Regions from separate parts of the Muntiacus reevesi genome. Here region 1 is linked to region 2. Evidence: chromatin contacts called from public Hi-C data. All regions are on one chromosome and are shown on one strand. Each heading gives the region's core, a stretch centred on a gene start, on an enhancer-like site or on the middle of the called end of the contact. The rest is flanking DNA. Distances are from core to core; before and after follow the strand shown. Region 1 holds the start of LOC136161874 (zinc finger and SCAN domain-containing protein 22-like). Region 2 holds the start of LOC136161846 (zinc finger protein 606).

What was found. A called contact is a pair of places that touch in the nucleus more often than the background predicts.
Region 1: a Hi-C map of blood shows a contact between it and region 2, with 2.6 times the contacts expected there. The contact joins the promoter of LOC136161874 here to the promoter of LOC136161846 in region 2. A contact is called at or near these places in 2 of 3 Hi-C or Micro-C datasets (blood and muscle).

Annotation. Positions count from the first base shown.
Region 1 is chr2:280,468,034-280,474,257 of mMunRee1.1, forward strand. LOC136161874 (zinc finger and SCAN domain-containing protein 22-like) reads left to right here and starts at 4,939. Exons shown (of 2, transcript XM_065927010.1): 1 at 4,939-4,963. It overlaps LOC136157725 (zinc finger protein 420-like), which reads left to right. Exons shown (of 12, transcript XM_065919517.1): 12 at 1-62.
Region 2 is chr2:280,334,592-280,341,109 of mMunRee1.1, forward strand. It overlaps LOC136161846 (zinc finger protein 606), which reads right to left and starts at 2,292. Exons shown (of 7, transcript XM_065926965.1): 1 at 1,899-2,292; 2 at 762-871; 3 at 1-12. The coding sequence starts at 792.

The sequences.
Region 1 (6,224 bases), core at 3,689-6,188, 140 kb after region 2:
TTTGATATTTTTGGAATTTTGAAACATGTAAAAATATTACCAGTTCAAAAAATAAATTTAAACAAAACCTTAATTCTTTCAAATTAAGTTTGAATTTGTTTCATTGTTCACTGTCTCGCCCTTCTTAAATGTCCACATGACTGTGTGTCTTGGCCACATCTGTTATATATGACACAATGGTAAAGAATCCACCTGTGTCATATAGAAGAGATGTGGGTTTGATCCCTGGATTAGGAAGATCCCCTGGAGGAGGGCATGGCAACCCACTCCAGTATTCCTGCCGGGATAATCCCATGGACAGAGGAGCCTGGCGGGCTACAGCCCAAGAGATCACAAGGAGTCAAACATGACTGAGCTTGTACATGTGTGTGTTGAGCTAACAGGACCAACTGAGTGAAAGATATCCTAGGCCCCGTGAAGTTTCCTGCCAGCTAGTTGTAGCACACACATTTCCAATCAATAAACCAGTCTACAGTAGGAATAGAAAAAAAATTTATTTGAGCCAAACTGAGGACTATAGCCTGGGAGAGAGCATCTCAGATAACTCTGAGGAACTGCTCCATTGAAGTACGGTTTCAGTCTGGTTTCGTGTCTTGTCAGAACAAAAAACATCACAGAAGTCAAGGACACATTCCTTCAAGGTTTCAAAACAACCACCCACCAGATCAACAGTGAGTCAGTATGGCCTTGGCACCTGGGAAGGGAGCCTTAAAATAAAATGCCTCAGAGGACAAAAATAGGACACAAAAAGCTATGTATGTCGGGTCCTCCAGCTTGCTGCAGAGCGACTGACAAGTTCTCGCGCTCTTTGCGGGGCGACCCCTCGGACTTCATCTCCCAGAAGGCCGTTTGCCCTGTGCTCCCCCAGTCCAGGCACCCAGCACACGCGTGAGGCCCGCTGGGAGACGGAGTCCCTAGACCCCTGGGCGCTGGCCGGAAGTGCCCGTGGTGAGTGCACTCCAGGCAGTGCAGGCGCCCGACAGCCCCCTGAGTCTGTGGTGCCGGCGGGGTGACGGTGCCAGTGTGAGAAGCGGGAGGCCTGTGTGCGCCCTTGGCAAGGCCGTGGGGCTGGGGGGAGAGACGGGGGCACTGGGCGCGCCAGGGGGCGGGGAGGCCAGCTGTGCTGTACCGGCAGGTGAGGCCTCAGGTGTGTATCCAGGTGCGACGCTGCTTGTGTGACACCACCTGTGGGTGCAGGTGTGCCCTCGGGTGGGTGGGCCTATGCCCTGAGCCCCTTAGCCGTCACTCCCCGTTCACCCATTCCGCAGCCCCTGAAAAACGTTTATCTGCTTCCCGTTCTGCACGTTTCCTGCAGATGTGGCCATAGGATACGTGCTTTTTTGTGTGTGGCTTTTCTCAGTGAAAATATTTTCCGGGATTCCCTGGTGGCTCGGTGGTAAAGAACCCACCTGTCAGTGCAGCAGACACGAGTTTGATCCCTGATCTGGGAAGATCCCAAAGGCCGCAGAGCAACTGAGCAGACACCCAGATGTATTCCCTGCGGTGCTGGAATATAAACCGCCCTGAGAACTGGGAGATGACACGAGGATTGGGTCCCACCTGAAGAAGCAGTTGAGCCAGTTGACCAACTCGAGGCAAAGGCAGTGTGGGAACGGGCAGCCCTTGTCCCGTCCGGATGTTGATGAAATGCCTGCTGAGAGGCACGCACGTGTTTCCGTCATAAGCATGAGCCCTTCCCTCCTGCACAGCTTTCCTCGGGGCTTCCCTGTGGCCACCAAGCTATGTTCTGACCTCAAGCCAACCTCGAAGCCCCTGCTCTCCCCACTGTGGCCCGCCTTCCCAGACTCATGTCTCATCCTTCCATGGGGAGCCGGGGACGGTCACACCTGTCTCCTTCCTGCTCCTCGCTCAGCCCAGCCTGTTCTGCTTTCCTGTCCACAGCATCAGCTCTCGTCACTGCAGCTGCTTCCAGGTGGTGTGCCCTGAAGGGAATTCCGGATGGAGAAAAACAGGAAGCACTCTGTGCTTTGGATCCTGGCCCTGGATACTTCAGATACCTAACTAAGGAATAATTTCAGTGAGTCCAGACTCCTGAATCATACACGGAAAAGCATGAACAGTGTTACTGTGAATATTTCTGTGTAATATTTTGTGCTTTCATTTCTCTTGGAATTGGTGGTGTGCATGTCCGACTCTGTGACCCCATGGACTGTAGCCCACCAGGCTTCTCTGTCCGTGGAATTTTCCAGTCAAGAATATTGGGGCAAGTTCCATTTCCTACTCCAGGCAAACTTATTGATCAGGTATTGAACTCATCTCTTGCATCTCCTGCACTGGCAGGTGGATTCTGTACCACTGCGCCACTGTGCCACTTGTGAAGCCCCGGAATTTCTGGGTCATGAGATAACTATGTTTAACTTTTTGTGGAACTGCTAACCTGTTTTCCATAGGGCTGCATCATTTTACATCTCCACCAGCCATGTATGAGTGTTCCTGTCTCTCCACATCCTCACCAACGCTTGTTACCTTTCTGATGGCAGCCATCCTCGTGGATGTGAAGTGGCATCACATTGTGGCTTTGATTTGCATTTCCCTGAATACAAAGGGTGTTGAGCATCAATTTACATGTTTTCTTTACCCATTTGTATTATATTTATTTGGCTGCATTGGGTGGCTTGCAGGATCTTAGTTTCCCAAACAGGGTTCTAACCCTGCTCCTCGCCTCCACCCCAGCAGTGGAAACTCAAAGTGCCAACCACTGGCCTGCTAGGGGATTCCTTCCCCACTTTTTAACTGGGTTATTTAGGAGCTTTGTTGTTGTTGCCGTTGTAAGAGTTCTTTATATATCCTGGATGCTAGTTGTGTATTTGTGTGTCTGTGTGTCTTTATGTGGGTCTGTATGTCTGTGTGAGCTTAAGTGTTTGTCTATATCTTAAGCGGGCACAACTTTTCTTCCCACTCACTAGACATGGAGCTTCCCACGTGGCAGTCGTTTAAAAAAAAAAAAAGCCTGCCAATGCAGGAGATGCAAGAGACGCTGGTTTGATCACTGGGTCGGGAAGATCCCCTGGAGGAGGAAATGGCAACCCACTCCAGTACTCTCACCTGGAGAATCCCATGGACAGAGGAGCCTGGCGGGCTATAGTCCATGCAAAGAGTCAGACACGACTGAAATGACTGAGCACAACACACACGTGGACATGGAGATGCAAAGGGCATCACGATCACCTGAATAGAGGGATGAGTGTGTGGGTACATGCTGAGCCGTGTCCGACTCTTTGCACCCCCATGGACTATAGCCCGCCACACTCCTCTGTCCATGGGATTTTCCTGGCAAGAACACTGGAGCAGGTTGCCATTTCTTCCTCCAGGGGATCTTCTTGCCTCATGGATCGAACCCATGTCTCCTACATGTACTGCACTGAAAGCAGATTCATAGAAGGGGAGAGTATCCTGGATTACAGGTGAGTCCAATGTAATCACAAGGGTCCGCATAAGTGAAGAAGAGATGCAGGAAATAGGCTAGAGTCAGAGAAGATGTGATGAAGCAAAGACAGGGACACAGAACAAGAAATGCAGGTAGCCTCTGGAACGTGGAAGAGACAGTGAAATGGGTTTCTTCCCTATGGCCTCTAGAGGAAACCAGCCCTGCCAACATGGTGGTGATAGCCCAGTGAGACCCATCTGGGGCTTCTGACCTCCAGAAATGTAATAGATTTTGTTGTTATGAGCCACTGCATGCTGTGATTATAGTAGCAACAGGAAACAAATACAGCCTCTCTAGACAGGAGCCAGACCAAGTTAACAGAGCTAACTCTACCCACGTGTAAAATAGGAAAAAGGGCATGACGGTTCATAGAAGTGATAAAACAGGAAGCAGGAAAATCGGGTTCCTTTTGCTGGTGAGAGGCAAGTTTAGCTTGGAGGCAGGGAGGTAAAAAGGGAAGTACCATGAGACATCAGTGATGTGAAGTTGGACTTGGCGGAGAGGGCAGGGCTGAAGGGTGGGAAGCAGGAGCTGCCAAAGAGAAAGCCTCCTGTTGGTGCAAAAAGGGAGAAGGTCACGGGCGGAGTTGGCAGTCTGGATGAACTGACCAGGGTCAGTAAGTGCCTGGTGTGCAAATGGAGCTCAGTGTGGGCACGGTTTATTGTCACGATTATTGGGGCTGTGCCTTTGCAGAGGTGGGACCGAAGACCACAGGAAGGCCATGTCGGCCCAGATACGTGAAGGCCACCAGTGCCACCCACAGGCCAAAGCCCAGCACTTGACAGGTGACGTGGGTCTTGGTTGGGTCAAGTGAAGGATGCCTCGGGTTACAGTGTCCCTGGTGTGCCTAGCAGTGGTCAGGGAATGCAAAGGGACCATTTACACAAAATATGCAGAACACACGCCTACAGAGGCAGGTGAGTGGGTGTCCAGGGCTGGGGCAGCGGGAACAGAGTGACTGCTGATAGGTATGGGGATTCTTTGGGGGACGATAAAAGTGATCATTCCACAGGCTTGTAAAAAAACTAAAAACCACTGAATTGTACCCGTGTGGAAGGGTGAACCAAAGGGAGGTGAATTGCAGCTCCAAAAAACGTTAAAACATCTCAAAGAGGAAAGAAAACGGAAAGCGAACCAAGTACGGAGGCACTGTAGCGGACCACATGCACTGCATACATGATACACACCCTCCGCCCTGCATCCACACCCCGGCCCTTCTCACCCGCCCCTCACCTCCTCACACGCACCTCACACCACGCACTTTCCCGCCTTCCGCACACTCTCGGGCCGGACCACGCACACGCCGCCACCGCTGCCCCACAAAGTCACGGCCGCTGTTTCCTCGGCTCACGAACCCAGTTGGACTACAACTCCCGGCGTCCCCCGGGCTGCTGGGGCGGGCGACGTAGCGCCTTCTGGGAATTGTAGTCCAGGAGCTGTGGTCCGGCTGGAACGCGCGAGCTCCTCACTGCAGCGCCTCCCCGTCGCCTCCCGGAAGCGTGCGCCCGCCGGCGGGTGAGGTGGGTCGGGTTGGGGTCCCGCCCTGGTTGCGGCTGGCGGGGAACTACCGGAGGTCCTGAAGTCTCGAACGCCTGCGGTGGCCTGAACGAGATGTAGGGGATCGGCACGCGCGAACGGGGAGCGAGAGGCCGACCCCGAGCCGCGCGCGGACCGACGGACGGAAGGACGCAGTGTGGAAACTGGTCAAGTGCGGGCCCGCTGACTGCGATGAAGGCTGACTGGCCAGTTGTTTGTGTCTGACTCGTCTTGACTAGTGTTTCTGACTGACAAACTAGGAGCATATGGTCAGCTGACAGGATGTCTGACTGACCCGATCAAGTGTGCAACTGACCAAGAAGTTGTCTGAGACTTTGTCGTTGGATTGTGTGCTGCTGTGAGTGAGAGGGTGTGTCTGTGACAGGATAAGTTTAGGCGTGACTGAGAGAGTGTATCTGACTGGCTGAAGCAGGTTGATTATGACGAACTGTGGGAATGATGGTGTGAGGGCGTGTGTCTATTTGACTGACTGTGAGTGACTGGGAATGTTTGGGTCCCCGGGCATATTTTGGGGTACGACTGAGGGACTTTGCCGGAGGTAGGGCATATGCATATAACTATGGGGTTGACTGGGATTTTGTTAGGGGGACTATGCTTGGATGATTTGCTTGGGAGTTTACCAGGCATGTAACAGAGTTTGCACTTGGCCATAACTGCAGCTGAAATTCTGTGACCTGCAGTCACCCAACTGGGATGATCTCCTAGCACCTTCTATGGGTTTAAATCCAGCAGATGGCTATGGAGTCATCAGATTGTGCATCTACTGTGTGTTTGCTGTGTGCCAGGCCTGTTGTCAGGCCAGGTACTAATAAGTACTAATAACATAATTACAAGAAGTGAAAAAACTGCTCCCCTAAGTTGGTTAAGCAGTTGTGGACAGAGGCTCTCAACCGTATGTGAGGTCAGGAAGTTGGAGGTGGGTTGAGCATGATCTGTGTCGATATATCTCATACTGTCATCAGGGATTTTCCTAAAGTGGTTTCAGGGATACACAAGGGAGGTTGGAAATTGTCACTGCATGTATTGTTAATCCTTCCCCTCTGCGCACCAACACCTGCCCGCCCAGCAATGATTCCCTGTATCAGATTCCACCTTTCCTGGTCCCTCTGTTTGCTCAGCTCCTGTTACCTGCGCACTTGCTGTGGGCACTGTGTCTCCAGCATGCTCTCTGGGGAAACATGGTTAGAGCACGGAGCCCCGGGGCACACAGGGGTTACTT
Region 2 (6,518 bases), core at 1,042-3,541:
CCATAAGGATACCTACATCAGAGGGTCAGGTTAGGACAAGGAAAGGAAAGGACTGTGACACTGATCCTAGTGAGTAAAGGCAACAAGATGCAAAAGGAGACCTGTCTCACTAATGTGCACAACAAAATTCCATAAATAGAGCCCAAGGACGTGTGGGGAAAAAAAAAACATAAGCTAGATTTATAGCAAAAAGGCACAACTGGGTCACTTTCAGGAAATTTATTAATATGATACAGCTACTGAACAATTAAGAACAGAACTCCTTAAGTGGCTGGAGAAGTATCTGATAAAATTGAACATCATTTAACTTTTGGGAAACATTACTAGTCTTTTGATGTCTTTAATGACAGATACATGAAACTTCACTTAAAAATAAAACCCACTACTGACAGCATTTAATGATGTTCTTAAATTATAAACCAATGCTATACAGTGAAAATAATACAAGTAAAAAACATGGGGATGGTAGAGAAATTTTGGTTGTAGATGACTGTCTTCCAAGAAATTCCACAAATCACCAGAAAAATCTCTTAGAACTAATGAGACTTCTCAGGAGAGAACTATAAAATATATGAAAATTACATTACCTTTTATACAAACAACCAATTAAAAAACAAAACAACCTCACTTAGTTCTAATTCTGTACCAAGATAAAGAAACCCCCTCCAATCCCCAAAACCCTTAGCCCCTCTACAGCTCTGACCCCTAGCTACAGCAGGTCACCACTAGGGAGGCCCAGAAGAAACAGGATTTGAACTCACCCCATGAACCCCAGGGGTTGATGGTAGCCATCTCGCAGGATTAGTCCACCAGAAGCTTGCCCAGGAGCAGTGGACTTGGGTGATTATTGAAAACCAACTGCAAAACCCACCTAGTAACAAAGGTAGGAAAAGACAAAAGATGGTTTTTCTCAAATACAGTGGAAATAAGAACACATCCACAGAAACAATAAAAGACTTCTACAGAGCACTGTAAGAAAACAATTTACAAGTCAAACACAAATTTCTGAAGAAAAATGAAGAATGACTCAGTTTAGCTGTCAAAACGGCATGGTCCAGGATGCGGAGGGAGAAATTTGTCAACAGTTCTCATGAGACGGGTACTGATGAGGACGAGGTAGCTTTTCTAATGATTTAACAAAAATCGTTGCAAAATCTACCTACAACCTTCATTTGTAAGGAGTTGCCTAGAGCTGAGGGGAGGGAAGAACGGGCGAGTGGCAGCCTAATGGTTCTGGGTGGTTTTTTCTGGGGGGTGGGGGGAGGGGTTGAGAGATGATGGAAATGTTCTGGAATTATATAGTGGTGATAACTGCAAAACGCTCTGAACGCACAAGAAAACCACAGACTTGTACGCTATGATAGTTAATTTTAAGTTATGTAAATCTAATGTAGGAAAAAAAAATCTGTCTCTTGGTGCAGGGACCAACAGAAAACCAAATTTGGAGGCCAGACCAATCCTAAATTCTAGAACTTTATGCAAATTCCGCGACCTCTCGGAGGGCACCAACACCAACTGGCAGAGCTCTGCGGATTCCTGGGAGCGTGTATAGAGCACTGGAACGCCCAATGGGCACCGGGAGCACCGGGATCTGCGCCCAAACTCCAAGTTGGCACACTAAATATTCTGCACGCTTGTTTGCAACTTGACAAAGTCATCCGGTCACTGCACCTTTAAAGGAGCCCCGGGTTGTTCCCAGGTCACTTTTGACTTTCCTCTGTGACAGATGAGAACGGGTTCTCACGAGAAACGCCCGTCGGGAAAGACAAGGTGGACTCCTAGGGACAGCCTCGGAGGCGTCCTCGTCACCTGCCTTCTGGCCTCTCACCCCAGACTTCCTCCGCACTCCCGCCGCGGGTGCGATGCTCACAGCCCGTCCTGGGAACGGCGGACCTCACCTGGTTCGCAGCCGCCGGCCTCCCACCCCTGCTGGCCGGTGACCCCTGCTCTCCGCGGGCAGCTAGACCAGCTCGCGCTCGCTTCGCCGAGGGCGTTCGGCTTTTGTTGCGCTCACATTCGGCCCGGCTCGGCCGAGAGCTTGGGGTTCCCGCCTGGGGGACAAAGGCCCGACGCGCCGGGCTCATCCGGGCCCGCCCAGCCGATCCAACGCCTCCGCGAATCCAGAGGCGGGCCAAGGGACCTGCCCTGGCGACGAGCCAGCCGCAGGTGTAGGCGCCACCTCTCCCTGCCGGTTCTCCCTACCCTCCGGGTCAGCGGCAGCGGCAACAGTAATAATCCCACCGCCCCGCGACCGCTTCACCTCAGCCGCGGACAATGGCGGCCTCTCCCCCAGTGTCGACGGGGACGCGTCGCGCGGGCTACTGGGAGTGGTAGTTCTAGGGACGCGCTTCCGGTCTACCGGAAGCGCCTCCTTGGCAAATTCCCCAAGCGGCACTTGTCCCTAGTTGCGCCTCTTATGGACTCACAGGGACAGCAGTGTCCGAGGCCTTGGCGAGGTGGGCGATGCTGTCCTAGACGCGGACCGCGCCGGCTAGGGGCTGGGCTTGGTAAGTCGCCGCCCGGCGAGCCTCAGTTTGCCTGTCCCTAAAATGGCAGCTCATGGTAGCCGCACTTTGTAGGAACTTTACTGAAGTCTGTTGAAGTCTAACCCTTTTCATTCAGTAGTTAAAGGGTTCTAAGGAAGGGGCTCTTATATACCGTTTTCGGACGAGGAACCTAATTTTGAGCTTCGCCTCACATATGAAGCTCTACCCCTTGTTAGGAATCGAATTTGAGGCTGCTGAACCGAGGCCTCCATCCCAGGAAAGGAGTTGGGAGGGACCCTTGCCCAGAGGATTCTGGCCCTCTTGGCCCCTACTCTTTACTCCTCATTCCCCTCACCTGTTAATTTGTCCACCCACGTTTCTATTGTTTAGTTGTAACAACAGTAAGATGGTCAGAGTGAGTGGCGGGTTGGAGAGAGCCTTGGGGGCATCAGAATGGCTCTGCTGTGAGCCAGGGCATGGGTCTGAGCAGAGCAACCATAGGCCCTGACCGCATCAAAGGATCACTCACTCTGGCTTTTGTGAGAATAGGCTCAAGAGGGTGAGGGAAGGACCTTGATGACTTTTGAACCAATGCAGTAATCAAGGTGGGTGGGAATCAGTGGTCAGATTGTGGACCGGTTAGTATTTTTGGGGTAGCGCTAACAGGCTGGGGATTCAAGTTTGTGCATCATGGACTGCAGTCCAGCCCCTAATATGGAGATCAAGGCGTGGAGAAGGCCTCTCAATGCAGAGCTGTTTACCAAGGGTGAGTGGAGAACGTGTTACAGGTGTGTGACGAAGCTGCTTCCTTTTTGTCCAGGCCCTCTTCTACTTCAGTTACCAGAGCTTGCTGGATGGTACCCTATTCTCTCTGAGTGATGGGGTGGCCAAGACTGGGCCAAACAGCCATTTTGGATGCCTCTATTACAGAAGTTTGGGCTGTGTCTGAGCAGTTATTGAGGTTTCTGAATCGTAAAAGACCAGAGTGGTAGTAGAATCTATGCTGTCTGTGGACATGCTCCCTCTGAGAGATGTCAAAAATGTGATCGCCCCATGGCAAGTGAAGGGCTCCAGCCGGTTCCATTTCGTCATAGCCAGATGAGAATGAAAGGTTAAGGGAGGATGAGTCAAGGACACTTATTTGGAAAAAGTAGGGCATTTTATGAGCTGGGTTGTAGGTCACCAACAGTAAAATAACTAGTACAAGTCAGCTAGACTAGAAGTTATTAGTTTTGTGCAAAAGCAGTTGCAGTTTTTGCTTTTTTTAATTTGCCATCTGATACTGTTGTTGTTGTTGTTGTTGTTGTTCAGTTGCTAAGTCGAGTCTCACTCTTTGCAACCCCATGGACTGCAGCACACCTGGCTCCCCTGTCCTTCACTTTTTCTGGAGTTTGCTCAGATATTGATATTGGAATACATTCTAAATAAATGTGGTTATGTTATATATCATTTTAATGCACATTTCTCATTTTACGGTTTTTTTGGTAATGACGTTACTTGCTGTTGATTTTATATTTATTTTAGACTGAGAAAGATTGAGGGCAGGAAGAGAAGGGGGTAACAGAGGATGAGATGGTTGGATGGCATCACCAACTCAATGAACGTAAGTTTGACCAAACTCCAGGAGATAGTGAAAGACAGGGAAGCCTGGCATGCTGTAGTCCATGATGTCGCAAAATGTTTGACACAACTTAGCGACTGAACAACAACAACAACAGTGGAAATGATGTTAGACAAAAAGCAAATTCCAGAAATTTTCTTATTTGAGTTCAAAATGGATCATAAAGCAGCGGAGACAACTTGCAACATCAACAATGCATCTGGCCCAGGAACTGCTAATGAACCTACAGTGGTGGTTCAAGAAGTTTTGCAAAGGAGACAAGATCCTTGAAGATGAGGAGTGTAGTGGCCGGCCATCAGAAGTTGACAATAACCAAATGAGAGCATCATCGAAGCTGATTCTTTACAACTACATGAGAAGTTGCCAAAGAACTCAACATCACCCATTCTATGGTTGTTTGGCATTTGGAGTAAATGGGAAAGGTGAAAAAGATCAATCAGTGGATGCCTCATGAGCTGACCAAAAAAAAAATTGTTGTTTTGTAATGTCCCCTTATTCTGTGCAACAGTGAACCATTTCTCGTTTGGATTGTGACATGCAATGAAAAGTGGGTAGAAAGAGAAGGGGGAGATAGAGGATGAGATGGTTGGATACAATCACCAGCAACAACCAGCTCAATGGTTGGACTGAAAAGAAGCCCCAAAGCACTTCCCAAAGGCAAACTTGCACCAAAAAATGGTCATGGTCACTATTTGGTGGTCTACTGTTGGCCTGATCCACTACAGCTTTCTGAATCTTGGTGAAATCATTACATTGGAGAAGTATGCTCAGCAAATGTGTGAAACACACCAAAAACTGCAACACCTGTAGCCGGCATTAGTCAACAGAAAAGGTTCAATTGTCCATGACAATGCCTGACCAAACATCAGACAACCAATGCTTCCAAAATTGAACGAATTGGGCTAGAGTTTTGCCTCATCAGCCATATTCACCTGACCTCTGGCTAATCAGCTACCACTTCTTCAAGCATCTTGAGAACTTATTACAGAAAAGCCACTTCCACAATGAGCAGGATGCAGAAAATGCTTTCCAAGAGTGCACTGAATCCTAAAGCACGGGTTTTTATACTATAGGACTAAGCAAACTTATTTCTCATTGGCAAAATCTTGATTGTAGTGGTTCCTGTTTGGATTAATAAAGATGTTTTTGATCCTAGTATAATGATTTAAAATTCATGGTCTGAAACTGCAATTACATTTGCACCAATCTAATACCTCATGCTCTCAAATCCTAGGATTAACTTATTTTCTCCAGCTAACATTCTAAGAGTCACAAAGGTCAATACTTGGGGATTCTGAGTACCTCCCCACCACCCCCCCACCTCCCCCCCACCAGATGAAAGTCAAGATGTTTCTCTACAACTGGTGACCATGTAGAGGCTCCCCTTTCACAGGTCTGCTTTGCCACCAGTTCAACATTCAGCATCCAATTTCTCATGTGCCTGGAATTTAATGTTAGATGTCTGCTCCTTTTTCTTTTAAGAAAAATATGTAAGACATAAGAATTTTAAGAGATTCAATGAAACCTGTGAAAAGACTCCTAAGCTGAATGAAAAAATGAAAAAGAACATCATCAACCTACAGGCCTAAACCCCTTTGTTCCCCTCTCTTCATTGGAAAAGACCCTGATTCTGGGAAAGATTGAGGGTAGAAAGAGAAGGGGGAGATAGAGGATGAGATGGTTGGATACAATCACCAACTTGAGCAAACTCCAGGAGATAGTGAAGGACAAGGAAGCCTGGCATGCTGCAGTCCATGGGGTTACAAAGAGTTGGACACGAAGTAGCTACTGAACAACACTCCCCTCTGGAATAGTAACCTCCCTTCCTCTGGGGGCAGCCACTGTCCTGAATGAGATGTGAATCATGCCATGTGTTTCCTGAAACTTTACAATGTGTCTGTTTCAAAACAATACAAAGCACGTTTTGCATTCATATAAAAGCATATAATTCCATCTGCAACTTGCATTTTTTGCTCCATAAATTTATCATTACAAGATTTATCCTTTCACCTTTGTGTAGGGCTTTTTGTTATTGTTATTTGTTTTGCCATGTTATCTGTCAGAATCTTAGTTCCTCAACCAGGGACTGAATCCAGACCCCTGCAGTGGAAGTGTGGATTCCTAACCACTAGACCTCCAGGAGAGTCCCAAAATTTATCCTTTTTGATATGTGAGACTCAATTTCATTTATTTTCTCTGCTGTATAGTTTCCCATTGAATGACTATACCACAATTTGTTTATCCTGTGTACTTTTGATGGCCACTTAAGTTCATTGAAAAATACTCATTAAAGCAACACCCTAGAGCCCATGCTCCACAAGAGAAGCCACCATGATAGGAAGCCCATGCACTGCAACTAGAGGAAAACTCACACATTAATGAAGACCCAGCACAGCCAAAAACAATTTTTT